Linked DNA regions of Danio rerio: region 1 is linked to region 2. A link is a contact called in public Hi-C data. All regions are on one chromosome and are shown on one strand. The core of a region is the stretch at or near the end of the contact, and the rest is flanking DNA. Distances in the headings are between cores, read along the strand shown.

Region 1 (6,547 bases), core at 929-3,428, 180 kb before region 2:
GGTCATAAAAATTAACTTAAAAATCCAGGAAAAGTCTTGGAATTTTTGTAGTAAAAATGTGTATGAACCCTATATCTTTGTACTTGTTTAAAATACAGAAGTGCACTCAACATTTTTGGTTTTCTTTTCCAGTCTCTATTTTTTTGTGCCTTTGAAACTAATTATTCAAACTGCACAACATGCTTGGTTATGAATAAATAAATTATGGTTGCACATACTGTTCTGGTGTCAAACTCATGGTGTATGTATGGTAACTGTATGTTGATAATAATAATTCATGTTTCTTTTAAAGAATGGTGACCCTTTATAATTTTATTGTCGTTTAAAGAATTTTGACACTGATAACCCTCCATAATTGTATTGTTGGTAAAAGAATTTTGGCACTGATGACCCTCCATAATTTTATTGTTGTTAAAAGAATTTTGACACTGATAACCCTCCATAATTTTATTGTCGTTAAAAGAATTTTGGCACTGATGACCCTCCATAATTTTATTGTTGTTAAAAGAATTTTGACACTGATAACCCTCCATAATTTTATTGTCGTTAAAAGAATTTTGGCACTGATGACCCTCCATAATTTTATTGTCGTTAAAAGAATTTTGGCACTGATGACCTTCAATAATTTTACTGTTTAAGAAAGACCAGTCACCAGAGCGTACGAGCTCCATATCTTTTGTAAACTCCAGTACCAAACAAATAACATCACGGAACAGGAAAGAGAAAAGGCTGACTACGTTCATAGTGAGGTAGCCTATAGCATACTTTCACTTTGAATATGGGATTTTTTTTTTCTTTCGGTTTTATCGAAAAGAGAGAAATGGCTCTGTTTGTAGCCTTCACAGATCTCTCGCGGCGGATAATGTCTGGATGTCTCTCAGTAAATCAGGCGCGCGCCTGATGTCCTGTCTCAAACCCTCAGGTATTTCCAGCTTGCAGATGTCTTGTTTTCTCACCAAACTCCTGATCAGCCGCAGGCAGCATTCTTGTAATGAATACACTGACAAAAACAAAATAGAGCAAAACGTTTAATTGAAACATCCGCAAATTGATGTATAAAAATACTTTTTATTATCATTATTATTATTATTATTAATAATATTATTATGCTTTAAACAACATATACATGACAATATAGTAAACAAAACAATGCCAGTGTGATAGAAAGTAAATGATAATAATACATAAAATAAATAAATTAAACAAACATAAAAACAAGAGTAAACAATTAACTAAAATTCTTACAAATACAAATAAGCAGGACCTTTACATTAATCAAAAATATTGAAACTAGAGGACAGTTGGACAGTTTTAATGGCTTTTCGATGAGCACTATGCTGAATAGTGCAAAAGTAATTTTTCAGTTCCTTATAAAACACAGTAAAACAAGTTTTTTGTTGGAAATTTACACTTATGAATATGAAACTTAATTAACAAAATAAATAGGTTAATAACAAAAGCTTCATTATTCAAATTATCATAATTAAAATATCCAAAAATTACGTTTTCGATGTATAACAATACTTTTTTTTTAATTTATTTTTTTTATTATGCTTTAAACAACATATACATGACAATACAGCAAACAAAACAATGCCAGGGTGATAGAAAGTAAATGATAACATCAATACATAAAATAAAATAAAACAAACATAAAAATAAGAGTATAAATACTTAACTAAAAATTCTTACAAATATAAACAAGCAGGACCTTTACATTAATCAAATATTTTGAAACTAGAGCACAGATATATAACAATACTGATGGATACGTACTTGGAGTAGTGACGTAGACCGCCTGGAAATGCGGGTGCCCGTAATCATCATACTGCGCAGGAGCAGGAAAGTAAACTTCACTGAAGCTAACCAGCAGTTTAGCTCCATCAGATGCTCTGAACATCCATGGATGAGCTGGAAATACTTGATTTAGTGCAAACCTCGACTGGAAACAAACAGTTTTATGATAGCGTTACTTACTCAGATAAGTGTTCATCTGAAGAGATTTCCCTGGATTTATGTCGCCGTAAGACACCGGCTTTCCCGAGAAGTTCAGCCACCATGCTTCTGCTGTTCTGTTGGATTTGTTAATAAAAGAAATGTATGTTGGATCATCGGAGTTGAGAGATTTTAGAGGTGCGGGCGCTTCCTGCTCAGCCATGGTGCTGCTGCTCTGACAGATGCAGTGTCGCTGTAATGCTGACAGGTGGCAGTGTTACACGCTTTATAAAGGTCTACTCTTAAAGGAGTAGTTCACCCAAAAATGTACTCATTATTTTCTTATCCTCATGTTCCAAACCTTTATTCTGTTGGACATAAAAGAAGATATCCTGAAGAAAGCTGAAAACATGTAGCCATTGACTTCCAGTGTAGGATAAACAAAAAATGGAAGTCGATGGTTACAGGTTTCCAGCTATCCTCAAATTATATTCTTTCGTGTTCAACTGTACAAAGTCAAACAGTTTTGGAACTAGTAAAGGGTGAGAAAATGATGATAGAATTTGCATTTTTGGGTCAACTATTTCTTCAACACAACATCCTACTCGTCACCCAACGTTTTGATAACAGAATGCTAATAGGCTAATATGTTGTATTTAGGGCTAGACAGAATCTGCAGACATTTTTTGCTATTTCTATAGAGAATTATGTAAAAAAAAAATTAATTAATAAATTCTGCAGATTTATGTGGAATAATTTTAGGAGTATCATAACTAATAACCTGAAATATGAAATAAAAAATAGTATATATATATATATATATATATATATATATATATATATATATATATATATATATATATATATACATATATATATATATACATATATATATAAATATCAATATTAAAAAATGCAATATATATAAATATATATATATATATATATATATATATATATATATATATATATATATATATATATTTATATATATATATATATATATATATATATATATATATATATATATATATATATATATATATATATATATATATTATATATATATATATATATATATATATATATATATATATATATATATATATATATATATATATATATATATATTACTTGTATTGTTTACAATGCAAATCCAATTAGAGCCACTTATTTGATAAACAAAGCAAGTCTCTCTATCTGCTGAAAGACAGAAAACATTGCTCCACAAACAGTATTGTCAAGAAATCATATGAACATTTAAATATAACTATTATTATATAACAATAAATTAGTAAAATGAATTTAAAAAAGGGAATAAATATAAATTTACACACATTTACGCAAGTGAATATACAGACTCAATGAGGGCTAAAAATCTGTGGAAATCTGCGGATTTCTGCACGTGTAGATTCCATGTGGGCCTAGTTATATCTTACAAAACGTTATTTAAAAACCTCTCCCTTATGCTAAAGTAATATGTCTTATAAAATCAAGTGACTCGAAGCTATTTTAAGAAGACGCAGTGGCGCAGTAGGTAGTGCTGTTGCCTCACAGCAAGAAGGTTGCTGGTTCGAGCCTCCGCTGGGTCAGTTGGCGTTTCTGTGTGGAGTTTGCATGTTCTCCCTGCGTTCGCGTGGGTTTCCTCTGTGTCTTCCGGTTTCTCTTACAGTCCAAAGATGTGGTACAGGTGAATTAGGCTTAATTGTCTGTAGTGTATGAGTGTGTGGATGTTTCACAGAGATGGTTTCGTAAAAACGTGCTGGATAAGTTGGCAGTTCATTCCGCTGTGGCGACCCCGGATTAATAAAGGGACTAAGCTGAAAAGAAAATGAATGAAATGGAAGCTATTTTGATTACAACTATATTTTTGATAGGCCTGGAAAAATAATAAATGTGTAATCTCATACCATAAACCAGTAATCCTTAAACACAACCCAATACAATGTTAAACACCTGTTAAGATCAATATATTGACAATATCATCATATTAATACAGTAAATAGAGCCCTTTTTTTGTTTTACTAAAATCATATTCAAATGCAATATTTACTGTCTTGTTTCTTTGTGGTAAATATATTTTAGAGTGTTCATTTATATCTTATAAATCCTATTTTAGATTAAAGTTTGATTCTTTAAAATATACATACATATAATGACATAAATTATAATATATTAGGTCATTTATAATATTATTGTTTTCATATTTGCCTGAAAACCTTTGATTTAATGTTTTTACTTTTATGCTTTTCAAACCTTTAAAGTAAAAATAGCAACAGTGTGAAATATTACACATTTTAAACAACTGCTTTCTATTTTAATATATTTTAAAATATATTTTTTCTGTGGTGAAAAAGCTGAATTTTATGTAGAATTGTATTTTTTTTTTTGCTTATACTATATGTTTGTGCTCCGTTTTTAATGAAAACCAGAATGTTTTCACCAGTTTTTGTAATAAGAAATTTTAAAATCACAAAATGTATTTTATATAGAAATGTTTTGTAAAATACACAAGTCTGTCTTTAAATACAACCTAGCTGAATAAAAAATCAGTATCTTTCTAATGCCACATTAAATATTAATTTAAGACAAAATATCAAGCACCACAACAGCTTTCAGCATTAATGATAACAAGAATGTGTCTCGAGCATCAAATCAGCATATCAAAATGCTTCATACTGTATCATTTTACACCAAAGACCAGAGTAATGATGCTCGAGTAACCTCAGCTTTGCCAAACAAAAGTCTATCATAAATGAATCAAATGAGTATGTCTACTAGATAGTAAAGCACTTCTAAAAGTCATATGGTTTGCCATCCTGGATCCCCTCACCCGTTCTGTTCAGATAGAGACCCAGGGAGAGATGGGATGGAGAAATCCACTTAAAATTCCAGGGTGGCTGGTTCTTGAAGGATGGGGGCACTCCGAAATTCTTGCATGATGACAGCGAGGCTTTGATGTCAGTGTTTTTTGTCTCTGGAGAAGCAGGGCAGGGCCAAAAAAGATCCTATTCTCCAGAGACAATGATTCACTTTACAGCTCAGACTATACACACACACACACACACACACACACACACACACACAATCATATATCGGCCAGGAGTCTTAAAGCACGCCATCCGTGTAAATGCGATCGCTTTTCAAAGTCTTAGAGAAGTGATTTATTTAGTTTAGAGTCTCCTTACGGCATCGTCCCACGAGTCTGGATGATGCTCTGTTAATGCGTTTTCCTACCTCTTTTTTTTTTTTGGTAATTCCTCTATAATTTTCCCTGCCTTTATTTATAGCAATTCATTATACTATAAGAAGGTGGCGCAGCAGGTTTCTTTCTGATGTTTCTTGGCAGGTCGTGTTTGATAGAGTGGGTGGTTTGGCATTTACTCTAAAGGATTTCGAGGTGTTTTTGTTTGGCCCTCTTTTTTTTTTTTTGCCTATTTGCGCTGTTTGCTGTTTTATTGTTAACAATAAAAGCCTTGCCACACACACGTTTATGGACAAACCGCTTCATATGATGTTGAAGAACAAATGTATCCATGTTAAAAGAAATCAAATAAGAGAATTGGAGAGAATGAGAGACTTTCCATACACCATGGAGTGGAAGATGGTGATTTTCAGACCTGAAAAGTCATGCAAAGTCATTGAAAATCTAAAACTCTTGTAGCAAATTTACATTTTATAAACAAATAAAGTTGAAATGAAATAGATATTTATTTTTATTAATTAATAAACAAAATGTGAGCTAGACGTTGGTGGAAAGAGTACTGAAAAATCATACTTAAGTAAAAGTACCATTACTTGCCTAAACGTGTAGTGCAACTAGAGTAAAAGTTTCTGTTGTAAATATTTCTCATAGTATGAGTAAAAAGACCTTTTAAAAGTACTCAAGAGTAGTGAGTATTACGCTGTAAAAAGCTGATGCATTTACATGTAATTTGTGGATGTGTGTAAACGTAACATTCTGTAGTGCATTTAGTTATTGCTTAGCAGACACACAACGTCATGAGACGTTAATATTAGGTTAGATTTAGGTTGTGATGTCAGGTGACCAAAATTCAATGTCTAGCCAGAGTCTAAGGACAACATTACGTCCAATAACGACGTCAAATGACGTTGATATTTGGTTGACTTTAGGTTTTGGTGAAAAGTAACCAAAATCCAACGTCATATTGATGTCAAATACTGACATTTATTCGTCAGGTATATGCAATCGAAACCCAACATCTGATAAACGTCATAGTGGTAACGTCCACATAACGTCAAGCTGTAACATCATTAGACATTGATATTTGGTTGATTTTAGGTTGGACGATTTCCAAACAAAATGCAAAGTTCCCATGGCGTTGGGGTTGAATTTGAATTTTAAACTTAAATAGTCACCAAATCTACTCTATAACCCTTTAATGACATCCTGTCGGGATTGAAACAAACAACTTTGAAACATGAGGATGAAATACCTCAACATATGACTCAGTATATTTGTTTAGCTTGCTATACTCTTAAACCCTTTTGTGTTATTGAAGCCCAGAGAGCCAGTAACAATGACACCCATCCCCAGTGTCCTCCAGCTCTACCTGTAAAGCCTACTGTATTTTTCCGACGGGGTGATTAT
Region 2 (6,772 bases), core at 787-3,286:
TACTCTATCCTATTTTGTAAATAAAGCTGTAAATAAGCCAACAAACTATATATATATAAAAATAAAAAAAAATAGGCTATATATATAAAATAAAAACAGAAATTGCAAAAGCAGAACAGAAATATTTTAGGTCACTATGTTTAGCTTCTGCAATTTCTATTTTTGGTTAATTTATTTAACTATTTTTTTGTATGTTTCTAGCTTTATTATTTGTACTTATTTGTCACTACTTTACTTTCATTATGTTGTAGGTTTAGCTCATGAAAAGTATTGTTAGGCCATCAGAAAAAATAGGAAGTTGCATTTTAGTTTCATGTTTACATGGATCTCTGTGTGTGCATGTATGTGCAGTTCCATTATGGTCTGCTGTTATGTCTTAAATTACATTAAAAGAGCTGTATAAAATAATTACATAAAATATAAAATGGTGTCTTATCATTTATTTATTTATTTAAGTATTGTTTTCACTGTTGTTAGTTACATGTCAAGTTATACATGTATAACTTGATAGCGAATGGCTAAAAACATTGTTATTATTATTATTTCTTCTTATTATTATATTGCTTATGATGATGTTAATGTTATTAGTAACAGCAAAAATGACTGTCAAAATAAAATACACATATAAATGGTTATGAATATGAAATGTGCCTAAATATATGTTTATGTGCTCATTGGTACTTTGCATTTATGAACTATTGTAGGTTTAGTTAATTGAAAATGGTTGTTAGGCCATCAGAAAAGGTACATGTATAACTTGATAGCAAATGGCAAAATACATTATTATTATTACTTATTATTATTATTATTATTATACTGTTTATGATGACGATAATATTGATGATGTTTATATAATAATAGTAACAACATTAAAAATGACTATCAAAAAATAAAATAGTAATATAAATGGTAATGGTTATGAACATGTAATGTGCCTAGAGGAGATATATATATACACGTTAATGTTCCTCATTGAACATCAGAAAGTTGTATTATGGTCTGCTGTTGATAGTTATATCTTAAATTAATTTAAAAGAGCTGTAAATAAATAATTACATAAAGTATAAAATGGTATCTTATCATTTGTTTATTATTGTTGTTGTTATTATATATTTGTAATTACTGTTTTCACTGTGTATAGCTTGGTGCATAACTTTTACTGTTTTTAGTGTATAATAATGTTTAACTTAATAGCAAATGGCAAAATATATTTTCTTGATACAATTATTATTATATTGTTTATGATGATGATGTAATGATGATGTATTTGATAATAATAGTAACAGCAATAATGACTATCTTATTAAAATAGGTAGTCATATATATATATATATATATATATATATATATATATATATATATATATATATATATATATATATATATATATATATATATATATATATATATATATATATATATATATATATATATATATATATATAAATAGGCACATTACATATCCATAACCAAAATTATTATATATGGTTAATTGTTGAAACTATATATATATATATATATATATATATATATATATATATATATATATATATATATATAGGCACATTACATATTCATAACCAAAATTATTATATATGATAAATTGTTGAAACTATATATGTGTGTGTATGTATATATATATATATATATATATATATATATATATATATATATATATATATATATATATATATATATATATATATATATATATATATATTAGTTGTTGGGAAGAGTTTTTTTTATTCAAATTAAACAGAACACAAGCAAACAGTGCAAGGACATTCCATTATTATTATTAAGAATAAGGAATAGTGTATTATTTGTTGGTGTTATTATAACTGTTATATTTGTTGTTATTATACGTATGAAAAGTACTATTTATTTACTAATAAGTTGCTAGGAAATGTTTGTTTTGCCTGTTTTCTCTCTTCTACGCACAAATAAACTATGTTCAGAGTGTGAAATGGTTTGAGGAAGTAGGTGGGGTTTGGGAATTTCCGTATTTTAGAAATAGACCTCAACACAAGAGAGCAGTGTAGAGTCATCATCATCATCAGTCAGTGAGAGAGGCATGAAACATCCAAACATCATAACATTCACACCTGGATCCACCAGAAACATGTCAGGTAACACCGAGCCGTCCACGCTCCTCTTCGACGTGCCGCCGGTGCTCATGGAGAGCTTCTGTAGACTGATGGACAGCGGGGTCGACGGGCTGGGATGGAGAACTTTAGGTAAAACTAACTCAATATCTTCATACAGGCTATAACGCCATACACCCGTTATTTGTAAGTACAAACAAACCACAACGGTATCAGTTTAGGCGTCATGTGAATGAGTTGGTGTTAAATTCGGGATAGTTAGATGTAAAATAACCTTTAGCTCAAGGATGTTTTTATATTTCTTTATTAACCATTTATAGTAAAAGCCTATTGTTTTGTGGTGCATTAATGAGTTTTATAACTACATTTTTACTACAAGAATGATTGAACTACATTAAATATAACTTATTAGCATAATATAACTACAACTAACATGGTTATTCGTAGCAAACATTTAATACTGGTCTCTATATTGAGTTTCTAGAAGAAACTGAATTGGTTAATTGGTCAAGACTTACTCATGGTTCAAGATGACCTACTGCCTTCTAGTATGTTTTATACTCAAGCTGATGGTGGTCAAGTTAGTCTTGGTTCTCAAACTAATAATGAGTTTGAATCAGCTAGAAACCATCTTCGTGTATCTAATGCACTGGATATTATGGGAATCATTTACTGATACTCATCACTATTCATCTTTACAGCGTCTCGCATTCTTTCCAGCCAGCTGGAGGTGAGATGTATTGAAATGTACGCAGTTGCTGGGAAAAGTCCGACCAAAGAGCTGATGTGGTCGTGGGCCCAGCGGAATAAAACTGTAGAGGATCTGCTGAAGGTTCTGGATGAGATGGGTCACGCGCGAGCCAGGAGTCTTTTTCAATCGCAAGGTAACATCCTTATGTTGACTGTAAGAATATAATACTGGATGAGATTTATTTTTTCATTTACAGTAATATACCATGATAATATGGTAACAGTTGTAGTTAGTATGTATTGTAGATGCATTTACAGTTACTAAAGGTGTCGCATTTACATAAACTGGGAAACCTATCTTTGAACTCCTGTAGTTACCTTATATTACCATGTTCTTTCTCAGGTGGTTATACTCTCAATACACATTCAGCATGCTGATAAATAAAGTGAAAACATTAAGCCTTATATGTAATATACACTGAAAAAAAATATTCATTGGATTTAATACATTTTTTTTAGGTTAAGTGCTTACAAACAATTTATATGGGCTGAATTTAAACAAACAAATTAAGTTGAACATCACTAAATTGAATTTATTTGTTTAAAATCAGCTTATATAAATTGTTTGCAAACACTTACCTTAAATTTAGTAAATCAAATGAATCATTATTTTCAGTGATGGTTGGAGGCCATTCAATTTTAGCTTGTTTAATTTGTACTGCGTTTTTATCAGCTAGATTTAATTTAGATTGAAAAAACATCCATATATTTTGCTTTAAAAAGGAACCAAACCTAAATGAACGGAAATAAACTATGAAATGAAACAAAACAAAGCATCCGATTTAAAAAAAAAAACCACAGCCACTCTTACCCAAAGTATTCTCACCCACAACACACCAGCTGAAAGATTGATGTTGTTGATTTATTTATTTATTTTTTAGATTCATGTGTGCTGAAGTCGTCTTCACCACCTCACTATCCCACGGTACTGTCTTTTAATATATTTTTTGTTGCTGTTATTAACTTCCTTTGCGCAAGATGCTGATCAGAGGTTTAGTTTAATCTAATGTTGATCTTTTAGAATGTTAGCAGTTTGGTTTTTGCTAATTTAGTCACATTATGATTATACTGTATGTTATCTGTTGTTGTTTTTTTCCCATCAGTATCTACGAAGTACTGGGAAATCCTGTCAAGTATCAGATCTACATGCAGAGTCTGTTTCTGTTGAAGGTAGTTCACTCTTTAAATATAAACACTTAAGTGTTTGCTCTTTAGTTAAAGGGAAAGTTAAATGCTAAATGAAAGTTTATGTTTAGTTAAGTTTAGTTAGGTTTAGTTAATGTTTCCAAACCTTTTTTTGAGACAATACGATGTAATTTGGAAGAATGTTGGCCCTCATTGACTTTCATAGTAGGACAAAAAATACAAAGGAAATCTAAAGGCTCCCAGTTTTTAACATTCTTTAAGATATTTTCCATTGTGTTCAACAGAAGGAAGAAACTTTTAACAGGATTGAAATAATCAAATGGTGAATACGTGATGACGCAGATCAAGTTTTCCTCTTTTTTTCAGATTTTTGAGGATATGATTGTGTTTCAGCACAGTTCAGCTAGTTCAGAACAGATTTTTTTAATATTAGGTGTAAAGTTTCATTTCTGTTTTGAGCAGTTTCATAGGCATATAAGGTGAAACCTTGTTTGCTCATCTCGTAGGTGAAAAACAGAAGTGTTTCATCACATATTTTGACGTCATTGAGGGAACCAGGCATTTCCACCAGGACTTAAAAATCGGAGGCAGTGGATTTGCTGAGGTCTACTGTGGACGATGGGGAAACAGATCTTTTGCTGTGAAAGTTTTCAAACAGGTCATAAACTATTAATAGCTCTTTTTACAGTACTTAGGGTTTCACCTTGTGTTAACCTTCATACACCAGTTTTATCTGTATTTTGTTATTGTGTTGCAATTGTTCAATATTAAATTAATAATACACAGTGCTCAGCATATGAGTACACCCCTCACAAATCTATCTTTTAAGTTCATATTTTTAATAGGAAGCTATACAATATTATATTTGTGCATATACATTAGATTAGTCAGTACTCAAGCCAAATCTGGAGCTTATCTAACAAAATAACTTGCAATAACGGTCCAAAAACTAGTTCACCCAAATTTATGTTACACAAAATTATTAAATACAAAAAAAAGCAAAAAAAAAATAAATTGTTAAAATTTAGTTGAAATTTTGTAGGTTTTTAGGTTGGTTTTTTTTTTGCAATATTTAGCTTGAATTTAATTTTATTATCTTTCAAGTACTAAATATGTTTGGTGACTAAAATATTAATTTAATAAATAAATCTGTTTAATAAATCTGCTTTGTTTAAATGCAACAAAATACATTGCCTACATTCACTGAGAAATTGATAAAAATATGAATTTTCAAAATGGGGTGTACTCAATTATGCTGAGCACTGTAATCATATAACTACAAAATCAAGGTCTTTAATGAACAGTTAATGCAAGTAAAAATAATGCTATATGTAATGTACTAATTATGAAGTTATATCAATCATTCATTCATTCATTTTCTATAGGCTTAGTTTCTATTTCAGAACTCGCCACAGCTGGATAAACAATTAGTTGAGGGAAATTATGTTATTGTTAAGGCTTTTAAATGAAAAATTATTAATTTACAGTACATGTTTTACAGTTTACATTCAGAGCAAATATTTATATTCAGTATAAATTTAATACAGCAAATGCTTTTTTAAATTTTGATTACCTTTGGTTTTACATTCATCAGCCATTTTATATGTGTACCACAAGAACATAACAAAAAAGTAAATTATGAAATTACATATTAGTAACAACAATAATAATGCTTTATTTGAATAAATATAATTGCATGGAATTAAGTTGCTTATGTTAGTAATTAACACGTGATCAAATATGACTCTGGATTTTAATAAAGTGAAACTGAAACTAACATTTGCTAAAAAAAGAAAATTAATAAACCCTGTAGATGCATTTTCATTCAATAATTTTCCTTCAGTTTAGTCCTTATTAATCAGAGTACAACACAGTGGAATGAACCACCACATTTTTTCATAGATAATTAAAGTTAACTAACACAAGTAACTAATATTAACAAATGAAACCTCAAATGAATTTGGAAAATTGGGGAAAATTAGAATCATGATAAAAATAATTGTATGTTTTGCTTTCTTGATTTTTGGAATATAATAATATTCAAATTGTGAAAAGAACTGATCAAATGACTTCTATTATGTTTTACAGGAAAATAAAACTGACTGGAAGGCACTGTGGGAAAAATTCACCAAGGAAATTGAAGTTCTCCAACTGTAAGTCCGGACTTTGCATACCTAGCCACATTCAAATAAGTTCATTTATCATTTTGTCATTTATTTATTTACGTTTGTTTGTCATCCTAGCAACCAGCATCCTAACATCTTAGAGTTATGGGGGAGCTTTTCAGATTCGGATCGCTTCTGTTTGGTTTACCCGTTCCTTCAAAATGGATCATTATTCCACAGACTTCATGAGGTCAGTCATCCACAAGCAAACTGTCTTTTCTAACTGTGATCTATTATTTCTCTTACTTTTGGTTTTATTACAGCACGTTGACAAGCCTCTATCTTGGCAAGAACGGCTGAATATTATCAAAGGCACGGCGAAGGCAGTCCATCATCTACACACTTCACAACCGTGCACTGTTATATGTGGAAACATCACAAGGTGCCGTTAAAAGCCAAAAATACTTTTGTAGGTGGCAGTAAAGAGCATGCATTGAGTTTTGTGTTCCTTTGGCAGTTCAAACATTCTCCTGGATGAAAACATGCAGCCTAAATTGTGCGATTTTGGATTAGCTCGCCTGCGGCCACACTCTGTTGACCAGAGCTGCACTATTGTCATGAATACTGCTCTACATAGTAATCTAGGCTATCTTCCAGAGGAGTACA

What was found. Hi-C and Micro-C count contacts between places; a contact is called where the count stands out from the background.
Region 1: a Hi-C map of hematopoietic stem cells shows a contact between it and region 2, with 1.9 times the contacts expected there. The contact joins the promoter of vhll here to the promoter of irak3 in region 2. A contact is called at or near these places in 3 of 18 Hi-C or Micro-C datasets (caudal fin, hematopoietic stem cells and an unstated tissue).

What each region holds. Positions count from the first base shown.
Region 1 is chr4:13,537,981-13,544,527 of GRCz12tu, reverse strand. vhll (von Hippel-Lindau tumor suppressor like) reads right to left here and starts at 2,178. Exons shown (of 3, transcript NM_001128792.1): 1 at 1,978-2,178; 2 at 1,777-1,911; 3 at 814-1,000. The coding sequence starts at 2,158. The coding sequence ends at 840.
Region 2 is chr4:13,361,159-13,367,930 of GRCz12tu, reverse strand. It overlaps irak3 (interleukin-1 receptor-associated kinase 3), which reads left to right and starts at 2,036. Exons shown (of 13, transcript XM_017355295.4): 1 at 2,036-2,237; 2 at 2,807-2,989; 3 at 3,737-3,780; 4 at 3,959-4,025; 5 at 4,508-4,659; 6 at 6,090-6,154; 7 at 6,245-6,356; 8 at 6,430-6,548; 9 at 6,624-6,772. The coding sequence starts at 2,075.